3 separate regions of the Hordeum vulgare genome follow, and all the other regions are linked to region 2. The links are chromatin contacts, called in public Hi-C maps. All regions are on one chromosome and are shown on one strand. Each heading gives the region's core, a stretch centred on a gene start, on an enhancer-like site or on the middle of the called end of the contact. The rest is flanking DNA. Distances are from core to core; before and after follow the strand shown. Region 1 holds the start of LOC123444003 (probable protein phosphatase 2C 8). Region 2 holds the start of LOC123444002 (long chain acyl-CoA synthetase 4-like). Region 3 holds the start of LOC123444000 (zinc finger CCCH domain-containing protein 13).

Region 1 (4,330 bases), core at 845-3,344, 370 kb after region 2:
CACCCCTCCGCCACTCCCCCATCTCCTCTTCATCATTTTTTCCACTTTTTCGATGGTTTCCGGAGAGCAATTCTCTAGCATACAAGTCAGTTGTGTGGCCCGCCGAGCCCATCGGATACGAGCACGAGCGAGGCAGCTCGCGACTCCGCCTCCCTCGCCTAGCCCGGCGGAGCCAGTTGCCGTCCCAAGCTAGCACGTGGTTCAACAACTCACTGCTTCAGGCCAGCTCGATGAGGAGTGACGAGTTGCTTCACGCCAGCACGGGCGAGAGAACAACGGGGACCACCCCACCTGTGTCTACGACCGCGCCTTTTGTGCCCGCGACCGCCCCCTGCCCGTGGTCACGCCATGTAGGCAAAGGCAGAAGCCAGGTACGTGGAGAGCGACGAGCCAGTGGCCAGCGCCTCCGCGTACGCCGCCATCATCGAGGAAAAGTAGAACACGGGAGGTTGATGCCGCTTTGATCCCATGAAGGCCACAGCCGGAGCGATGCTGATGTACACAATCAGGGTCTTGCGTGATTCTTCTCTTGTGAAGACCTTTGTCGATCCCGCATGAATTGCACAGAGGCGGAGGTGCTCGCTTCCCCTCCCGCTAAAGGCTGCCCCGTTTTTTTGCTCCAACGGGGGGTGGGGAAGTGAGGCGTCCTTTACGCTGAAGCATATGCCTCCGGGCTCCTGACAGTCCAGTGAGCGGGCTACCGGACATGTGGAAGACAAAAGAAATCTGCCGTGGCCGACCGTAGACTAGTATAGGGATCGTGAAAGTGGAGATCGCACATATTTTTACTTCTTTAGTTAAAAATGTTAAAAATGTAACGAAATTCGTCGTCTTTGTATGAAATTCGCGTGCATTTGCATGAATTTTGTCTGGTTGGTTTGAGCTGTTGTCAAAATATATGCGACCATGGTTGAATGGCGTCATCCCGTATTTGTGTTCTCGGAATAGTCCTTATCTATCCGCGGACGGATGCGGGAAGAAATTTACGAGTTGCCGTTGCCCTCAAGACGATGATTTTTTAACTACCTACGGTAATAAGGTTTGGGTAGCTCCTTTTAAGGAAGGGCGATGATCGAACGCACATCTTCGATTCCCTTTTTTGTTCATAGTCCCATGTTAGATGGTGTGGATGTAATTTTTGCGAAAAAAGTGATTTTAACTTATCACTAATGCCACATACTTCGTGTGTGCGAGTTTATAAATGGCTACTAGTACTAGAATGTTTGATACCCATTGCAAATTTATTACTAGTGCTATTATTAGTTTCTAAGTTCGATTTTATCAATCCATCTTGTATTTTGCACAAAATTTAACCATGGGTTGGCTAGCAATATTAAAATTATTATTGTATTTGTTTTTGAATTTTTTACTACACATAATTTACATTTTAATAACCAAGCTTATGATAAAAATTGACTCAAATACCAGGGGACTAATAGAACCGAGCAAAGGGATTACCAAATTTAAAGACAATGCATTACAAACCGTATGAAAGGAGTACCAATTTTGAAGACAATGCGTTGCGAATGCCCATCGAAAGTTACCGAGGTCTTCTTTGATTCGTGGGATTTCCAAAACACGGTAATAGAAAAAAAATACATAGACAGGGGTGTCATGCCATAGTCGTATACATGATTGCACTAATGTTTGATTGAGCACATAAAAAGCCATATAAATCTTGACATAAGATTGAATTGGATGAAAATGTATCTAGAATATAGTTCAAATGGATCTTGGATTACATTTCTACGAGTCCAGCATGGTGTGTAGGAATTTTTTTTTCTAACAATCAGAATTTTCAAAAATTCCATTGCAAATTATCATTTGAATCAAAGAGACCTTCAGTGAGCAATGACAACCTGGCTTTGGTTACCGCTTGAGAAATTTGCTTACGCGACGTTAATCGCAGATTTTATTGCCCCACCAGAAATCACCTTACCAAGCAAAATATCCCAAAAATGTGAATTCAACTGAAAACTGAAATTTTGATGAATTTTATCCAAATTTAAAATTCATTGGAAAATTTCGTTCACTCCACGGGAACCGAAAATCTCAATGCCCCACGGGAACTGAAAACTGAACCTTGGTGACAGCTCGTGTGCATCTACCAATTCTGCCCTATCAGTCAAAATTGCACTACATGCCCCACAGGCGTCTTTCCTCTTCCCTCCACGTAACCCCTCGTCCTTTCTATTCAGGTCCCACGCGTTACCTAAAAGGGCCAAGAGTTAGATCGTTCCCTGCACCCTCTCCACAACCACCGCGAGCGACTAGAATGCCTGGCCCCGCCGTCAGAAGCCTATGCCTCTCTCCACGGTCCACATGAGCCGCGCGCACCACGCCCTTCCGCGTGCCCCGAGACTCGGAGCCGCTCATCGCGCTCGCCACGCGCCGGCCGCCGGCTCATCCCCGCCGTCCACGTCCAGGCCCGCGAGATCCACGTCCGGATACGGCTCCCGCCCTCGCTGTCACGTATCCAGTCCATCTACGGGCAATCGGACGGCCACGGAGCGTTGTCTAACCTCTTTCCCCCCGTGGCCGCGCGTATTAGAGGCGGCTCGCCGTCCCTGGCCCCCAGTTTCTTTTTGTTCTCTCCGGCGAGGGAAATGAGCAGCGAGACGAGCAAGCGAGATCATGCACGGGAGCTCCTCGCCGCCGACAGGAAGTTGATGACCGTGGCCCGCACAGCGCGACGACGCCGGCTCGAGGTCCGGCGGCTGGGACGTACTGCGTCTGCGGCTGCAGAGGACGAGGGCGCGAAGCGGGTGCGGCCGGCGCCGGACAGCTCCTCGGACTCGTCTGACTCCGCGAAGGTGGCGCCGGAGCCCCCCTTGGCGGCGTCTAGGTGCTCGGCGTGCGTGTCGCACGGGGCGGTGTCCGTGATCGGGCGCCGGCGGGAGATGGAGGACGCGGTGGCCGTCGCCGCGCCGTTCCTGGCCGATACGGCGGCGGTGGAGGGGAGCGGCGACGTGGAGCACGGGGCAGGGGAAGAGGGCTTCTTCGCTGTGTACGACGGGCACGGCGGGTCCCGCGTGGCGGAGGCGTGCCGGTCGCGGATGCACCTGGTGCTCGCAGAGGAGGTGCGGCTTCGTCGTCCGCGGCCTGAGGGCGGAGGGCAGGGTCGGGCCGTGGACAACGAGGCAGACGGCGCGCGGTGGAAGGAGGCCATGACGGCCTGCTTCGCCCGGGTGGACGGCGAGGTCGGCGTCGACGACGGGACCGACACCGGCGAGCAGACGGTGGGCTCCACCGCCGTAGTGGCCGTGGTGGGCCCGCGCCGCATCGTCGTCGCGAACTGCGGCGACTCCCGCGCCGTGCTCTCCCGCGGCGGCGTCCCCGTGCCGCTCTCCTCCGACCACAAGGTACACGACGCCACCACGCAACGCAACGCACCCGTCCGTCCAAACTAACATGGTCAGGTTAATCGCCGGCTCACGCCGTTTTTTCCGCGAGATCTGCTTCCGTTCCGGCCTCGGGTTACAGGTGTCGCGCGCGCCGCGCCAGCCCCTGCTTTGCGCGCGGGCGTGTCGACTACTGGGACGTTTCGTGTGTTCCATGGGCGATGATGGGTTGGAGTCCAAATTAGAAGGTGGTTTATTAGTCTGCTCGTGGCGGTCGTGGAGTTGGGTCGGGGCGGGCCGTGTGGTTGTACTGCGTCACCCCCTATTGAGTTCGCCGGAACTCTCAGACCCCAGGTCTTTTTCTTTTCCAGAAAACTTCCGATCTACTCATCAACTTTTAAGAAAATTTCTCATCTATTCATCAACTATCAAGGTAAGTATAAAGAATATCAAAAGTAAAAATTACATTCAGGTCTGTGGACCTCCTAGCAACAACTATAATCACTAGAAAACTGAAAGGCGTACGTTTATGGGTTTCTCCCTTGGGCTAATATAAGGCACTTTCTCTGCCTCGTTGCAAAATGTGCATTGATAGAACAGAGTTTAGTTGGCGCAAAGTCGGTTTGGCGGCTGTTCTTTTGATGCTGTGCCATACGTCCGTATGGTTCAGTTGGGAGTATACACAGCAACAAATGCGTGAGAGAACTGTGCGGTAAGTAACTCCTGAATGGAAATTAAATTATACTCCCTCCGTCCCAAAATAAGTGTCTTAACTTTATACTAGCTTTAGTACAAAGTTGTATTAAGCTTCGGACACTTATTTTGGAACGGAGCAAGTAATGGTTTAGGTCGTTAGCTCTACTTTAGAAAAGTACATACTTAATTAAAAAGAAAATTGTGTGAGAGAGAGGGGCTCGGTCTGATGGCTTCCTCTGTTCAGTGTCTAGCTATCTTCAGATGATGTCTTGCTTCTGCAGTAGGACGGTAGC
Region 2 (4,537 bases), core at 950-3,449:
CTTCCCATTGCAAGATAAAAGTCACCTCACGCCTTGGACGCAGAGCTCTTTCTAAGAGCATGTTAATAGTATAGCTACCTGTTGGCTATAAGCCATTGTCATGTCATCTATAACTTATCTTATAGCCAACATGTACAATAGTTGATTAGAAGAGTGCATTATTTTTTTATTATATAGCCCGAGCACGTGCTAGAGCTCACTCTTAACTAAGAATCCGCTTACTTTATCTCTCCTCTTCTCTTTTCTCCAATTAAGAAAAAATATATTAGTTTATTTCTTATAGCCCGCTGACTCATCTCTATTATATTTGCTCTAACAAGCTCAATACATAAGACCGGAAGGAGTAGATCCTTTAGGGCATCTTCAAGGCGGATCCTCAAACCCCCTCTATCCGTCCGGACCATGCTGTCTGGACACAGTTTACCATCCAATACGGACATATATCGATTCGCCGAGCGGTCTGAATGTACCTTTTTCATCATTTGGTTAAGTATTGGGGCATTTGATGGAAGATTAACTTTTGTCATACGATTAGCATTTGGTAAGGTGTGTAGTTTTGTATTAAGATTCTCTATTACTTCTTGCTAAGAATGCTAGCTTTGGCGCAAACTACCCTAGCACATAGATTAATAAGCCAAATAAAATGCTACTAGTCACATTTTTTAAGGGAACCACATAGTTATTTGGCAATTAAAATTTATCAAACACAAATATTTACGGTTATTGTTGGATGACGGACTTACGCATCCGCCTTCGTGGACTGACCCCCCGTCCGAGAATGATATGATTTTTTTTACAAATCACTAGCAAAAGGGTCTGTGCGTTGCAATGGGAGAAAGAAATACCACACACTCTTAATTTATAAAAAATAGTCTATAATCTAAGAATTTGTAGTTACGACACAAACAAAGATGATCTTATCCTATAAAAATGCAGTTCAAAATTTCACAGGTCTTCTATTTTAACACGGCTTGCATGTAGATTTAATACGTACAAAGAATCAGACAAGTGACCTTCAGTTTCATCTCCAATCCTGATTTTATTAACGTGTTCATCCCCAATCCGAATAAGTAACGATATGAAAGAAAGACTAACAATGACTTATTTATTAAGGTTGCATCCTAGACAGTATTTTTATTAAATGTTTAACAGTAAAATAACATCATATTTAAATTCTACATATTTTTCTAATAAAATTTCATATATAATATGTTGAATTTGAATTACGGTTTAGAAGATATGAGTATTTTAAAAAAACATTTAATATATACTACGGGTTTAATGTTAAAAGCATCAGGGGATTTTTTATAAAATAGCATGACAGACTAAGAATATCTATTTTCTTTATTAGTAGGTATAGATTGTTGGAGATGCCCTTACACCAACAAACTTACTCAATGAAAGAGATTCTGAACACCTGCAAGCACTTTCCATATCTTCTGAGTTTTTTTCTTCAAGCATGACCGGATTAACAAGTAATCTAGAAGTCCCCTAAGATATGGCACCTTTTTTTTTTGCAGTCTTATTACACTGTTTATCGTCAGCGACAAATAACCGTCCACGTGATACTTGATGAAATCCACGTTTTAAATTAGTACTACTTCCAGTAATAATAATATCACGTTGACACGCAACTCCTACCTGACAGGGCCACACAGCCACCGTAATGAATGCATAGCGGTTTAAATCAAAATCAAGCCAAGCCATCCACACAGTTTAAATTAAGTCAAAAATCCAACAGGATCGCTTCAATATGCAGCGCATACCTTTTTTGGGCATTCACTGTCATTTAAGACCAGGTGCAATCATCTGGAAATCGCGTCAACCGTTTTGTCCAGAAACAAAAGAAAATTGGAGAGCTTTCCTCAAAAATAAAATAAATCTTGGAGAGCTGAAAGCTGATGCCACCAATATCCCTGTTCGCAAAAATGCCAGGTCCATGTAAGTAGATACGTGTGGATGAGCGACCGCCCGAGGAGTCTCGACAAGGAGAAGGTCGGCCGTTCCGCGCACCGGTCACCTGCCCCACCAACCAGCGGCCCGGCCCGTCCTCCCACTGTCCATGCCAGCTGCCCCCACCGCTCTCCGCTGCACCCACCCACCAATATTTGTTCTCAAAAAAGAAAAAAAACACACACCAATATTTCTGTCAAGGAGTGTTGTATTTAGGCCCCCGTCTCCACGCCTCTTGCCATTTCGGTCCATTCCGAAGCGTAGCAACTAGCAAGGCAGGCAAGGCAAGGCAAGGCAAGGCTTGGAGCGCGCCGCTACCGGAGCAAGCAGGAGGGATGGCGGAGATGCAGCACGTGGTGAAGGTAGAGGAGGGCCGCCCGGCCGCCGACGGCCGGCCCTCGGTGGGGCCCGCCTACCGGAGCGCCTTCGCCCGCGACGGCTTCCCGGCGCCCGTCCCCGGCCTGGACAGCTGCTACGACATCTTCCGGTGAGCTCTCCCTCCTTGCTCCTCCGGGCTCCCCCCCTGCTTGCTTCATCATTTGCTCCGTTGATGAGCGGTGGGGGAGCCCGGACGGCTCCTGGATTATTTCTCTTTTCGGCGGCGTCAGTCAAAGGATTGAATCCGGTGGTTCTGTTCACGCGTAGTGGGTGGCATGCGGAGGATCTTTTCCTCCATTTATTTGTTTGCGGTTATTTGTCGCTGTCCTTGCTAGTACTCCTGTAGTACACGAAACCGGGATTTGATATGCCTGATTCTCGTATGCCTCCCGTCCAACTACTTGCATGAACCCTATTCTTTATGGCATTTATGTCAGTTTGCTTGCGTATGCTAGCCCTCGGGATCTGTCCCCCACGCCCTCGACAGAATAGCCCAACTCTGCATTTATCTGATTTTTTTCTCTTTGCATTTCGGCTCCGAAATCCAGTTTAGTTACTCTGTTAGTTAGTTGGGCAGTTGTATAGACTCTCTCTTTAAATTCCCTTGAATTCTGGATCAGTACGCTTTTTCTATGGAGTGATAATGTTCTTCAAAGCAGAGGAATAAAGTTAAGATTACTAGTTCGAACTCAGCAGTACTATTTCCTGCTCCTTCATGGCCCACTAAAACTGTTAATCAGCTGTGAAAAAAATCAAATCGCTGACCATGCAAACCTGTCATCAAATTGAGTTCAGTTTCTCCATAGTCTTGTGTGGGTGGGAACGCTGATGTCATATTGGTCAATAGTGTCTGGTTTGTTCCGGGTTAGTTAACGAAATTAACCGAGCAAGTTGGTTCGTTGCATTTTCACTGTTGACTTGCTACTAAAACTCTTAAATCTGGCGACCTTTTGTCCTACTGAGCTTATTTAGTTTTGAGTGTCAATGATGTGTGCTCATACACAGAATGGCAGTGGAGAAGTATCCAAACAACAGAATGCTTGGTCACCGTGAGATTGTTGATGGGAAGGTACCATTTGGTCGATTATTTCAGTTGGTCGATTACAACTTATACCCCCCCTGGAATATAAAAACAGTAGAATTCTTGCTAAAGTATTATTTTGTGTGATATAAACAAATAGGCTGGTGCATACGTCTGGAGGACATATAAGGAGGTGTTTGGCATTGCAAATAAAATCGGTAACTCTATTAGGAGCTGTGGACTCACCAAGGTTTGCTCTCGTTTCTCATATATTTGCTATTCTATTAACTCTAATGCTAATTTACTTACAATAGTTTCCAGTGAGGTTATATGTTTTCTCATCTTGAATGAACACATGAATTAAACATTATGTGAACTTTTTATTAGCTCAGGGGAGTCACTTTGATGTTTCATGATTAAGGTTATTTCATGCTGATTACAAAAGTTTAAACTGGATAATTTTGCAGGGCAGTCGTTGCGGTATATATGGTGCCAATAGCCCTGAATGGATTATCACGATGGAGGTAAAATCTTGTTCTACTGGTGCAGCATTTAATTCATTCTTGTAACAAGTAACTATTTTTATCGTGTTGGACTTCTGGAGTTTTCCTTAACCAATCAAGATTACTATGCTTGTCATGTATCTCTTACAAACTTAATTCACTTGCAATCTCTATCCCCTGCAGGCTTGCAATGCGCATGGAATCTACTGTGTTCCATTATATGACACTCTTGGTATATATCCTGACATCTCCATTTTATGACATTGATGGGCTTGCAGTACGCCCCTCTTTCAGTTTTTGTTGTTGTTGCGCACCAAGGAATTGTACACTTATTGAGAAGTGGGTCTCGATATTCATATGCTTTGCACTATTTAAGATTTCTGTAATCATGATCAAGTGAAGATCACATCTTAAAAAAAGAATGAAAAGCCCCACCACATCCTTGAAACATGTGGCAAACAAGTAATCTAATATCTGAGCAGAGCACTATGCAATTGAACATTCTTAAGTACAGATCCTTTTCCCCAGTTGGTACATCACAAACATATAAAAGAAACAATACTGATGGTACAGTTCAACCTGCTTATTGACAATGCTCTTTCTGTAGGGGCTGGTGCGATAGAGTTTATTTTGTGCCATGCAGAAGTTGAGATTGCTTTTGCAGAGGAAAAGAAAGTTGCAG
Region 3 (4,590 bases), core at 1,688-4,187, 320 kb before region 2:
ATCAATAACCACAATAAACACTTTTAGTCATACTCCTACCTGCACATTCATGGCCAATATTTACCTAAAACACAGTTGTAGGGATTATGTCACTCTGAAAGATGTGAAGTAGCTAATGCTGCTAATCAGTAACCAAATCCATGTAGAAACCTTACGGCCCTCAATATGTTATATTTGAGTGATAAATAGTTACTCAATACACCTATATATGACGTCAATAAGCATGCCAAAGTTCGCATGGTTAAATTAAAATGATATCTATAATTACACATGACAAAGACATATCACCTCACTATTTAGTCTAGTTATGATGCTAAAGTGGAACATGATATCTCCAACAACAAGAGAAGATACAGTACAAAGCTAAAGTCTTCTGATCTACTACAGAATTTTCGCATGTCAAATGATAAAGAAGAAATGTTACCAGCTTTGATCTTTTTCATGATGAGGATTTGAGCCAGGCGAAGTTCTTCCATGGACTTTACTCGGACTAGAATCAACATTTTCTTGATGTCTATGTTCAGACCTTGCTCTCTCAATCAGAGAATCGAGTCGGCCACTGCCTGAAGATTTTTCCAAATTTCCACGTTGCTCCCGTGTGTTTGGAGTTTTCAGATCATAATGGTCATCATTTTCCTCAGGAGGTCTTTTTCTACCTCTATTTTCCTTGTACCTACTGCCATACTCGTCATAACGATCACCGTCTTGAACTATATCTTTTCTGTAATGGCCCTCTGAAATTCGGTGCCCATCTTTTGTGCTCTTGTAATCAACCCTGTCACTTCCATGATCTCGGATCATGCGCTCATCCAGATACTTGTCATCTTGTTGTCGCTTATCCCTTTCATAATCATCCTTGTACTTCTGTTTATACTTCTCATCATCAAACCTTTGTTCCTTAGAGCTCCTAACCTTCCCATGATCATACCTGGACAGAGTCTTCCGGTCATCAATGTCTCTATTGTCAATTGGCCACTTATCTTTGTCTTCCGAGTCGTCTTTACGTCGGCTATGTTTATCAGTCTCCCTATCAGGGTTACTGTGTCTCTCTTTAGCTGGAGTATCTGTTTCAAAAACGTGCACTTTTAGGAACCAACATAAGGAAGTTAGAATATTATGAAACAGTAAAAAACATTTAAAGGTAGGCAGGAAGGAACAAACAGAACAAGTAAATTAACTAACTAAAATGGTAATTTGTTCACAACTTCACACCTGTTCCAAAATGGTAATTTGTTCACAACTTCACTGCTGAAAAATATGATTTCAGAAAAAATATATAAGCCACTCGCATAAGTTCCAGAAGATCAGCATATAAGCAAGGCAAAGTTTAATCATATGAATATAATAAGATTAAGGTATGCTAAGGAAGTCTCGAATCAGCTCTCCAATGCTAATATCCAATGATATTAACGTTATTAGATTTGTACGGTAGGACAGGGTTTTTTTACAGCAGTTTGGTTAACCAAATAGTATGATGGATGGAATCAAAGCACAAGAAAATACAAAGACTAATTGAAAAATGGACTCTTTGCAACCAAGTACATACGAAACAGTAAAGTTCAACACTTATCATCTTATGGAACCACTAATATTCGTTTTACAATTAAAATGGTGGTGGAGGAAAGCAGCACAAGTCCAAGTCGGAGTATAAAACAAGTACTGTGTTACGCAAATTAAAGCATGCATAACTAAACAGTAACACAGGTAGCTGGAATATTATCAGCATTGTCGGGAACACTTCAACCCAGGGTTACCTTACCATTGATCTCTATGTGCCTCTTGTATGAGTAACCATCATCCTCCCCTCTACTAGTCTTCGATCCATTCTTCCTGGCACTGCCATCTTCATACTTCTCATGCTTCGAATCATAGTCTTTCTTGTCCCTCTCCCTATCCTTTTGCCTCTCGCGCTCCCGTTCCCTGTCACGCTCCCGCTCTCGTTCCCTGTCTCGCTCTTTATCCCGCTCCCTCTCCTTCTCCTTCTCCCGTTCTCTCTCCTTCTCCTTCTCCCGTTCTCTTTCCTTCTCTCTCTCCCGACCCCTTTCCCTCTCTCTCTCCTTCAGTCTCTCCCATTCTTTCTCCCTTTCCCTCTCCTTTTCTCTGTCTCTCTCCCTATCCCTATCTCTGTCATCCTTATGCTGCCCACTGCTCTCCCTCCTCCCTGGGTCCTTCTCCTTCTCCGACCGCCGCTTCCCAGAATCACTCTTCGACGCAACCTCCTCAACCTTCTCATCCGATCCGACCGTCCGTCTGCTTGACCTCTTGGGCTCATCCCCTGAACCCTTGGGCTTCTCCACCAGCTTCTCTACATCGACGGGCCCAAACACCTCACTCTTAGACCTCTTCTCGACCAAGTGATCCTCACACACGCCGCTGTTCCACCTGTCGCTGACCACATCCACCACCGTCTCCTCGACCCTATCCTTCCTCTTCTTCCCGTGCTCCGAGTAGCCGTTGCCCGAGCTCACCAGCTCCTTGGCCGATGACGACCTGCGCCTCTCTGGCTCGGGATCTCGCGGAACCCTAGCCACGGCCGTGGTCTCCTCCCGCGGGCCAGGGGCGCCAGCATCCTCGCCCTCGGACTCCGACGAGCCGCCCCGCCTGTGCGAGCGGTGCGACCTGTGGCGCGAGCTCCGGGGCATGGTGGGGCCAGCCAGGAACCCGCCTCGAATCGCACCGCGTTCGGTGCGGCGGCGAGGATGCGAGGGAAGCAGGAACCCTAGGGCGCGCGAGATCCAGGGGATCTAGGCGGCCGTCGTGGCGGCGGAGAAGGGAGGGGGGAGGGAGTGGACCCTGGCCCCTGGGCGGCTAGGGTTTTGGTGCGGTGGGGAAACAGGGTGGGAGGAGTGGTGGCGGCGGCGACGACGAGTTCGTGCGTGGAGAAAATGGTTCAGTTTTGTTTCGTTCGGCTTTGGATTTGGAGGGGGTTTGCGGTTTGGTGTGGTGCGTTCGTCTCGTTGGCCCGGGGGCTGGTGGGTTGCTTGCGTTTGCGTGCGGCCGTAGGATCGCCGGGGTGGGATTAGACACGAGAGTCGATGCACGTCGCCCGCGGGTCCTTCGGTAGCTCGCCGGGCTTCTTTTTCCTTTTTCAAGTATATCTTCAACACCCGTCCAACTGTGGCGTGTTAAAAATATTTTATAGCGTTGAAATGATAGATTTTAATGCGCCGGAGAGCGCTGGCTTCAACGACAGCCGTAAAAAATAACGCGTGTGAGCTGTTTCAGCAGGCGCGCTAAACTACAGCGCGCGAGCAGCTGGCGCTTGCAATATATTATTTTTTATAAGATGTGATATTTCAAACATCAAAATAAGACATGGCATAGTTTAAAATCACTCAACCAAGTTCATCATGACATAAAAGTTCGAAGACATCCCTAGACACTTGCAACCATGTATTGCATAGCAAGACGTCTTCGTTCATGGTGTAGCTGCCCGCTCTTTCTTTCGATGCACCAACAATACCCTCACCATCCTCGTCCACCTCAAACTCATGATCATCGAAATGCACCTCAGTTGATAGAGGCGAGGGTCCCGATCTTTCGATGAGATGGTGGTTATCGATTTGGTGGAGACGACTTTGACGATCCGACTATAAACGTGTACGACGTTGCACCTTAGCAATCGCTAAATTAACTCCAAAAGGTTATTGACCATGCCGGAACACGATCAACCTGACCACAAAGGTCTCTTCCTGCAAGCAATCGAAGAACAAGTAAGAATATGATAAAAGCAATCTGAATATTGCGAATATATATAAAGTATTGATAAGAGTGGGGATCCGAAAGCGGTCTTAGTCTCGTTGTTGGACACAAACGAAGTTGCAATGACTAATTTTTAACTAAACAAATCCCAACCAAAATACTACTAGGTTGACATATTTATATAGGAGCAAGGGGTGTCGGCCAAGGAGGTGGGAGGACGTTCAAGGCAGCCTAAAACTAACCCTAGGTCGTACAAGGTCTATGGGCCCAAGTGGAGGTGATGCAACACTTTTGGACTTGTAGTTTGACTCGAATTTTGATGCAACGTCGGATTATTTCGTCAATGTCTCCACGTTCCGAACGAATTTTAAGGTGATTCCAATTGGGCCGAAACGTACATAAAATATACTTTCAAGCAAAAAAAGAATCACCCAATTCGGAGTCCGTATGAAAAAGTTGTTGACGTTTTGAGGCAGGTATGTCTGTGCAACCCGAATCTGAGTCCAAAACGTAAGAGACTTGGAATTCATCTTTCTCTTGGGCTAAAAATAACATGGGAGAAATTCTTAAACATCACATAATCATTTCCTTTGGTGTGAGAGGACTTCTTGAACAACACTTAATCATTTGCTCTTCCTTTTATCTTCACACGTGGTTCGTGCAAGCGTTCGACAGTTCTGCATTTAGGCATGGAATAAAAATAGGTGAAGTATTTTTGTTCCGGATAATATAAATAAATTATTTTATAATTATTATAAGAAATCACCTCACAAATATGCAAATATGAAATAATTTTGATCGTATCCAAGGTAGCCATGTCCTCGTCATCATTGGTTTGAGACCAATGAAACTTGTTGGAGCCAACACCCATAGTTGACATATATGTCT

What was found. Hi-C and Micro-C count contacts between places; a contact is called where the count stands out from the background.
Region 1: a contact with region 2 is called in a Hi-C map of leaf, with 9 times the contacts expected there. The contact joins the promoter of LOC123444003 here to the promoter of LOC123444002 in region 2. A contact is called at or near these places in 4 of 6 Hi-C or Micro-C datasets (leaf and seedling) and 1 of 1 datasets of contacts at active chromatin or transcription factors (embryo).
Region 3: a Hi-C map of seedling shows a contact between it and region 2, with 4 times the contacts expected there. The contact joins the promoter of LOC123444000 here to the promoter of LOC123444002 in region 2. A contact is called at or near these places in 3 of 6 Hi-C or Micro-C datasets (leaf and seedling).

The regions. Positions count from the first base shown.
Region 1 is chr3H:405,955,845-405,960,174 of MorexV3_pseudomolecules_assembly, forward strand. It overlaps LOC123444003 (probable protein phosphatase 2C 8), which reads left to right and starts at 2,095. Exons shown (of 3, transcript XM_045120598.1): 1 at 2,095-3,362. The coding sequence starts at 2,607.
Region 2 is chr3H:405,587,830-405,592,366 of MorexV3_pseudomolecules_assembly, forward strand. It overlaps LOC123444002 (long chain acyl-CoA synthetase 4-like), which reads left to right and starts at 2,200. Exons shown (of 19, transcript XM_045120597.1): 1 at 2,200-2,440; 2 at 3,337-3,400; 3 at 3,513-3,602; 4 at 3,820-3,876; 5 at 4,039-4,087; 6 at 4,463-4,537. The coding sequence starts at 2,289.
Region 3 is chr3H:405,264,597-405,269,186 of MorexV3_pseudomolecules_assembly, forward strand. LOC123444000 (zinc finger CCCH domain-containing protein 13) reads right to left here and starts at 2,938. Exons shown (of 6, transcript XM_045120594.1): 1 at 1,760-2,938; 2 at 425-1,064. The coding sequence starts at 2,642.